Linked DNA regions of Gossypium hirsutum: regions 1 and 3 are each linked to region 2. A link is a contact called in public Hi-C data. All regions are on one chromosome and are shown on one strand. The core of a region is the stretch at or near the end of the contact, and the rest is flanking DNA. Distances in the headings are between cores, read along the strand shown. Region 1 holds the start of LOC107961637 (20 kDa chaperonin, chloroplastic). Region 2 holds the start of LOC107962189 (auxin response factor 7). Region 3 holds the start of LOC107961640 (FCS-Like Zinc finger 13).

Evidence for each region. A called contact is a pair of places that touch in the nucleus more often than the background predicts.
Region 1: a Hi-C map of leaf shows a contact between it and region 2, with 2.6 times the contacts expected there. The contact joins the promoter of LOC107961637 here to the promoter of LOC107962189 in region 2. A contact is called at or near these places in 15 of 34 Hi-C or Micro-C datasets (anther, callus, fibers and 4 more).
Region 3: a contact with region 2 is called in a Hi-C map of leaf, with 2.0 times the contacts expected there. The contact joins the promoter of LOC107961640 here to the promoter of LOC107962189 in region 2. A contact is called at or near these places in 4 of 34 Hi-C or Micro-C datasets (hypocotyl and leaf).

Annotation. Positions count from the first base shown.
Region 1 is chrA06:21,542,229-21,544,928 of Gossypium_hirsutum_v2.1, reverse strand. LOC107961637 (20 kDa chaperonin, chloroplastic) reads left to right here and starts at 1,281. Exons shown (of 10, transcript XM_041115858.1): 1 at 1,281-1,563; 2 at 1,934-2,189; 3 at 2,272-2,631.
Region 2 is chrA06:22,325,789-22,328,488 of Gossypium_hirsutum_v2.1, reverse strand. LOC107962189 (auxin response factor 7) reads left to right here and starts at 1,426. Exons shown (of 13, transcript XM_016898489.2): 1 at 1,426-2,264. The coding sequence starts at 2,222.
Region 3 is chrA06:21,422,314-21,425,013 of Gossypium_hirsutum_v2.1, reverse strand. LOC107961640 (FCS-Like Zinc finger 13) reads left to right here and starts at 1,285. Exons shown (of 2, transcript XM_016897705.2): 1 at 1,285-1,970; 2 at 2,094-2,384. The coding sequence starts at 1,471. The coding sequence ends at 2,256. LOC107961639 (oligouridylate-binding protein 1) reads right to left here. Exons shown (of 12, transcript XM_016897703.2): 12 at 2,501-2,700.

The DNA.
Region 1 (2,700 bases), core at 32-2,531, 780 kb after region 2:
ATATATTTATAAGCGACCCCATCAAATAAAACACTTACCAATTATTGGCATCAAAAGGATCTCATTATTCTGCAATTTTTTCTATATTTAGGCATATGCTAATCCTTTTGTGAGTATAATTCCGATGGCATTTTTAATTACAGGCATGTCAGTATGAATGTGTTCCTATGGACAACCATAGAGTTCAATCGTCTAACAGGAGCCAAAACAAATTAGTAAACTTCATCAATAGTAAAACTCAATTCTTTTTTTCAATCCAAGTTATTCTTCAAAAAGGTATCACAACTTACGGTATTATTAACCTTGCAAACCCAAAGAAAGTAAATACATTCCATTTCCCATTATGTTTCCTCAATCTACTTGACTTAATATACACATAATATGTTTTTATTTATTTTAGGCTTCATTCATTTTAGCTCCTAAAGTATACTTGTTTTCTCGTTTTAATCCTTATTTTTTTCCCTCAATTTTATACCTTAAAAACACTTGAATTTTCAATTTAATACCTAAAATATACCTTCGTGATATTTTTTTAATCCAATTTTTCTCATAGCCAATTAAAAAAATACCACGAGGTGCCTTTATATACAAAAATAACTATTTTCTTTATTAATTGTATATACACATTAAAAATGTAAAAATGGAAATAAATATATAAAAGTTTAGAATATATATATATATAATCTAGAAAAAAACATATGAATTATAAAATTTATAAAAAAATTAAAAATTTGAAAAGAAATCAGTGGAAATTAATAATATTATTGAAAAAATTTAAAGAAAATTTTAAAAAAAAGTTTAAAGTACACTGGTGAATGATGATTCTTTTTGTGACAAATGATGTTCTTTTTTGCGCCACACATCAATATTTTTTGTGAAGTATACTCTTTTTTCGTTATAATTATGGACCGCTTTTTATGCATTTCAGTACCTATGGTTGTGCTTTTAACTTTGAAAACAATTACTAAATATTCATCTATTGTTGATTTAGCATTAGTTTGATTGATATGAATATTAATGTCAATATAGAAAAATATGAGTTTGAGTGCGTTAAAATGCATTATTTTTTTATTTATGGATTTAAGAGGGACTATACTTTTAAAAAAAAATTCAATTGGATTAATGAATTCAAATCTTAAACAAAAAAATATCCCATATGTTGGATTCGGTTAACTCTAGCTAAGTAGGCCTAAGAAAACAAATAACAAAAACTGGCCGCCATCAGATTGGCCCATAAATTCAAAAATAAAAACTGAACTGAAATAATAAACCTATATCTATACTCCAGTCGTCGGGTACAGCTGGCCATCATAATGATACTGCCAATTCATATCCCCGAGACAGCTGTAAAGCGAAGCAGATCTTCTGAAAAAAATCTTTTGCTTATCTACTTTATTTCCAAAACAGAACCATTTGCTTTTCTTCCATTTCAAAAGTCACAAACTCTTCTTTTCCTCTTTCATTCCGATGGTCTTAGTCGTTTCTTCTTCTCTTTTAATTTGAAAGTTCCCGGAAATTTTTCTCTATTTCTCTTCTAATCGATTGTGGAATCCCTCCCTCTAGGTATTGTTCCTTGCCATTCTTGAGTGCTGCTTTTGCTAATAGATGAGCGCATGTATTTTTTGTCCTTGGGATGAAATGGGATCTGATTTCTTGGAAATGTGTCTTTAGACTTTGAATGTCACCGATAATTGCTCCGATATTTGATCTGTCACGATCTGCACTTTGACATTTTGTTATTATCGTTCTCGAGTCTCCTAGTATGTCCAGAGTATGAAAACCCATATGAATCCCTAATTTTTTTGCTTGAAATCCTACATGTGCTTCCACCCAAACGGAGATGCAACGTTGAAATGAAGAGTTGATTTTAATGCTATGATTCTACCCCCTCATCTTTAACAACTAGGTTTGATGTAGATCTAAAATTTTGTAGGTCAAAAGCCGCATCAAAATAGATAGCCACCTTCGCCCTCTACATGTTCTGTATGGGTCTCGTTTTTGCTTCCAAGATAAGTACTTTGTCCTCTATACCATCCAACTCTGAAATGTAACTGGTAACTTGTTTTGAGATATCTTGACTGGTGCTTGATTTGCCTTCATAGATTAACTTGTTTCTATTTGTCCATATTAACCAGAGTCCGCAACAAAAGATTCTACATTGCTCATTCGTCCCTTGATTGAAAACCAAAGTAAGCCAAGTCCAAAAATCTGGATTGCTATTATTAAGAACCCATGAGAAGTTTAAATGTCTCCACACTTCCTTCGTTGTAGGGTACAATCAGAAGACATGGTTACTGTCTCCTTCACCTTGATGGCATCTAATACACTGATCCTCAACCATTACTCTTCTCATCTTCAGATTAGAAAAAAGTGGGGATGTAATTCCACAAAATTTTCCACATTGTAATTTTGAATTTCGAAGGCATGTATAGGTTCCGCAATTTCTTGTAAAAATTTTTAGTATCGGCCTGTATATAATTACTAGGATTCAATGTAGTATCCTGTAATAGTTTATAGGCACTTCTTACTGAGCAGTTTCTAAATGACTCCCCTCTCCACACCTGAAAGTCTTCATGAGTGGACTTTGCTAACAAAATTTGTAGTATTTTCCTAGCAATATCCGTATGAAAGGTATGGACAATCAATTAACTCTTCCAAGTTCTGTTAACTTCGTCGATTAAGTCAGACACTAATCTGATA
Region 2 (2,700 bases), core at 177-2,676:
TCTAAGTTAAAATTTTAAAATTTTCTTTTACCTTGGTTAAAGTTTAAATATTATATTTAGTTAATTAAAGTTGGCAAAAATTATATATATTTTAACATTATTCATGCACTGTTGCCTTATGTGTAATATTTTGGTTGATGCAATCAAAACAAACTAAAGTTTACACCGATGCAAAAAAAAGAAAGAAAGAAAGAAAGAAATGATCGTTTCAATTTATTACTGGAATTGAGTAGTATAATTGGAATCGACGTGGAACCAACTACATTGATCCGAACTATATTGATCCAAATTAAGGCCTTATTTAATATTGCTTAAAAAAATAATTTTGGCTTGAAAAACACTTTTAGAAGAAAAATTGTGTTAAACAATTTAATTTTGGCTGAATTTTTTTACTTTTTAAAAACAGTTTTGCAAAAAAAAAAACACTTTTGGTGTTTAATTATTTTTTCACCCCTCCAACAACATGATATTTTTTCTTTTTTTTTCTTGGTGTTTAATTACAAATGTGTTAAAATTATAAATTAAAAATAAAAAAAGTATTTTTTAAAATAATACAAATATGTTCATATCTAATTACAAATATTTAATGGTTATATTTAATTATTTAAAATATAGTTCATATCTAATTACAAATATTTAATGGTTATATTTAATTATTTAAAATATAGTTTATATATTCTAATTAAATTTTATAAATAATTAAAATTTATTACTTAAAAATAATTAAAATTTATATTTCATATAGTAAATTATTAACAACAAGTTGTAATAAATTATTTTTTATATATTTACTAAAATATAATAATATTAATTAATTTGAATATTATTTAAATATATATTTATTACTTGATAATATCATGTTTAAAATGAATATTTTGTTTCTTAAAAGCACGTTTTAATAGTAATACTAAACACTTATATCTTAAACTAAACTTTTCAAAAACAATGTTAAACTAACCTTTAGAAAGATAATAAGAAGAAAATAAGATATAAAATTACCAAGACAACCTCAAATGACAATTAGGGTCTCAATACTAGCAAGCTATATGAGTTGAACTCAAAAAATTTAAATTTGATTGAACTATCAGTCGAGCATTACAATGCTTTGATTCAAATAAGTAGATTTATGAAAATTTAATTACAAACAAGCTTCAACTAATCTATTGAACGAAAACTTATTGGATTAAATGAACCCCACATTTGGAGTTCAACCATGCAAAATGAGAATTGATAAGGGATCTGAACCAGACTGTTATCCTATAGTCGAGCGCCAACTATACTTATTTTCACTCCAAGGAGAACCCTTTACGCACGCCCACAAGGCCGCACGCGCGCACCTCCCAAGTCCAAAACAGTGAAAAGAAGGGTACCAACTTAAACTGTCCGCCTATTAATAGCCTAACACCACTCGCCAATTCACACGCGCAACGATTACAATTTTAATTCATTAAGTAAAAAAGAAAAAAAATCCTTACTTCCTTTAATTTACCGAAGGCCTGATTGCTTCAGAGTTCAGCCTTCACAGTCTCTTATATGTCGGCATGTTTCACAATTTATAAAAGAAAAGAAAAAAAGAAAGCTGTTTTTTGCTCTGCTTTTGCTTGGCCTTTCGCTTTGGTTCTGTGATTTCCAGGCGACAAGTGTTTTTTTTTCCTTCTCCTTGATCCCATAAAGTTTCTTTCTTTTTTTCTTTTCTTTTTTCTCGTCGGATTCTAGAAAACAGAACGATGAGCTTCAAATGAGCTGAGGAGCAGTTTTTAATGTTCCATGCAGTTAGTTCTTTACGGTTTCGGCTACTTTTAAACTGATTCAACTCTGGAATCTGATTTATTCCTTTGGAGAAGTAAATGCTTTCACGTGATTGAAAATACCCAACATTTCAAAAGCTTTTTACCAAGCTAATCAAAGCGAAAGAACAAGGTTTTTTGCCTTTGGTTTTGCTTTCTAAGTTAGGGTTTTAGTTCTTTTTTGGGATTTGTGATTTATTAATGGAAGCTCCGGCGTTTCCTTAAGCGCGTTTGTGGTGATTTTCCTACCAAGGGATGCCGCTAAAATGATTCTTCTTTGAACCGTTGTGGTTGATAGCTAAAAGACTGGAAGTAACTATATGGTGAAGAAAGTTGATTTCTTTTCTGTGTTTTGTTGGAGCATAAGAAGTGGTTGTGTTCCTTAGAGATTTTTCTTTTTGTAAAAAAAATAAAAATTATCCGAGATTGTAAACATGAAGGCTCCACCAAATGGATTTATGGCAAATTCTGCAGAAGGTCTGATTTCTCTTACTGATCCTTTTTTTTTTCTTCTTTTAGCTCTGATTCAGCTTTTTTTTTCTGGGTCGAAATAGCCTTTGGGTTCTACGCAGTCTGGGATTTTCTTGATTATTAGTTTATATATTTGGTTATTTTTCTATGTCATCCATACCCGTCTAAGTTGTTTTTAGTTTAAATAAATTATTGCTCAGTATTAGTTTTGTTTTAATGCTCTACATTTGTTCGTGTAAATTGTCATATCTCTTTTTGAGAAATCCTATAAATCCCATTTTCATAAAAATGGAAAGAAGCACTTAACAAGACTAAAAGTAAAATTTAATGTAACTGAGTGGCAACTTTCCTCATTCTAATGGGGAAAGGTTTGGGTTTGGGATCATTTATCATTTGCAAATTGAAGGTTAAAAAGAAAGAAAACATACAACAATTATACTTT
Region 3 (2,700 bases), core at 36-2,535, 900 kb after region 2:
CTTTTAAGAACAATCATATTATTTTTAGGACATTATTATAAAACAGTTTATTTATACACACAGAAAAAAAAACTGAAATAATAATGGTAACATCTTATATTAAAACATGATAAATAAAATATGTTATTACAACCATCTCATTATTGATCTTTGAGCATACTCTTACAAAAATTTCATATTATTAGTATTTTACGTAATTTGTATAACATTTAATAAATTGAGGTATCAAATTGTGCTTAAAAAAAGCTTAGGTACCAAATTATAAAAAAATATTAAATTCAGGTATCAAATTGGGCCCAAAAAAGTTTAGATACCAAATTAAAAAAATTATAAATTTAAAAATCAAATATTATATTAAGCCATTTCCTTTTTCTTTTTCTTTTTTTTTTTGTTAAAAACGCTTTTCTGTAAACGTATTTTTACCACTAGATAATTAAAATTTCAGCATACATCCCTAATTTTTCCCTCAGATATACTCTTAAATTTTCCGTAAGCAACATGTATGAAAAAAACTGCTTCATTATCAGTAACATTTAAAATAAGTTAAAATATTAATGAAGTGATCAAATTTTAAAATTTAATAGAGAAAATATTTATTTTAAAAGTTTGGAAACATTACGAACATTGAACACTGCACAAAAGAATGATTCGGAAAATAATTTCGATACTAATTTTAAAAAAAAAGAAAAGAAAATAATCAATATCTTCAGCAATAATTGCAATGCAACATCACCCATAGATTTGCGCCACGTACCAGAAGTTAAACGGCGATGATGGAATGGGCGAAGAATCTTTTATTGTGGTAAGTGCAGGGGGGGCGCATGTGGGCCATAGCTTTCGAGATCACGTCTCAATCATTAGACAAACACATTATAAAAGATTGGTCCCACCTCAAAAGCGACCCTTTTCATAAAATCATTTTCTACATAAAAACTTTTATTATAAATTTGTCCCTTAACTATAACTCAATTTTCATATTTATCCTTGGAATTTTATTGTATTTAAACTATCAATTTTATCTTAGTTTACCAAAAAATAATATCATCTAATAAGAACATGACACGTGACATTTACTTATTAAATATCATATGCCTTTTGTATAAAATGAGACAATTGATAGTTTTAAAAAAAAGTTTAAGGAGTAATTTTAAATTAGAGTATAGTTTAAGGATGAATTTAAGAAAAAAGCCTACATAAAATAACATTAAAATTAAATAGTTGAAATTGGTAATTGCAAAGTAGCAATTATGAGTCATATAATAATAGTAATAATAATAATAATATAATTCCAAACTAAACCATGGGCTAAGTCTATCACCCACTCCACTCCACTCCACTCCTCCATAAATTTATAGTGGCTTTCTTAAACATTGGCTGCCTCTTGTGGAAGAGAGAGAGAGAGAGCGCTTCAAATATCTCTCCGAATTCTCCACCTCTTAACATAGATTTGATTTCTCTTTTAGTCAAGTAATGTCAGGGAAGAGACCACGTCCGATGATGGGGAAATTGTCTGAATTATTGGTTTCCGGCAAAAAACCCGTATTTTTGGATGCTGTTGTTACAAGCCCTAGGAGTCCACTAGATTTGAAGACACCATCACCTAGAAGTTCGAAGAGATATGATGTTGGTGGGGTTGGACTAGGGATTGCTGTTGCACTAGATAACAAGTGTAGTACCCATTCCTGCAGGCATACTATTTGTAGCTCAAATGTAATTGTTGTGAAATCTGGTGGGAAGAATTTAGAGATGGAAAGTTTGGAGGATTTTACGTATGTGACTACCCATGGATCTGGCAAGTCGTCTACAAAGGTGTATTATGATGGAGGTGAAGAAAGGAGAAAAAGTAACTGTGAAACCCCAGCTCCAGCACCAAGATTTGTGGAAGAGGTTGCTTACCCAACTTCAGATTTTCTCAGTTGTTGTCACCTATGCAGGAAAAAGCTGCATGGCCAAGACATTTACATGTATAGGTAAACACACACCCTTTTACCCCTTTTTTAATTACCCAATCTCTGCTTGCTTGTTTCCATATGGTAATTAATTACATGAGAGAAACTGATAATTCTGTTGTTAATGATATGTGTTGTTTTCAGAGGGGAAAAAGCGTTTTGCAGTTCAGAGTGTAGGTCAACTCAAATAATGATGGATGAGAGGAAAGAACAGTGCAGATCAGAAGTTTCAAGATCTGCAAGAGTCACAACCTCCTCTTATGAGTCTGGGGATATCTTCTTCTCAACTGGGATTCTTGCAATTTAGCTTCCAGTCCTCATATGGGGGTTCTTCCTGCGTATGTAATTATATCTATCGGAGAAATACCATATACCTTTATGAGGATTAAGAATAACTTTATTAAGAATAATAAAAACAGAAAGCTAAATGAGAAATATTGGGTTTGATAAGAAATGAACATCCTTTCGCAGTTTTCATTTTTGAAGATAAAATGAGAGAAGATTCTGATGTTCATAATTATAAACTGAAAGCTAAATCCATGGTCTGTTGGTAGAGAGGTAGAAATATGAAGCTATCTCATATACGATAATGATCACAAAAGACATTAGTTAGCAAAGGAATTGTTTTAGTACACATACAAGTTGAAGGCATTCAGCAATCTTAACCAAAAAAAAAAAAAAAGGGTAAACAAGAGAAAAATGGAAAAACAGATTCATCCTATCAGTTCTCCAAATATGCTAAGCCAAAATA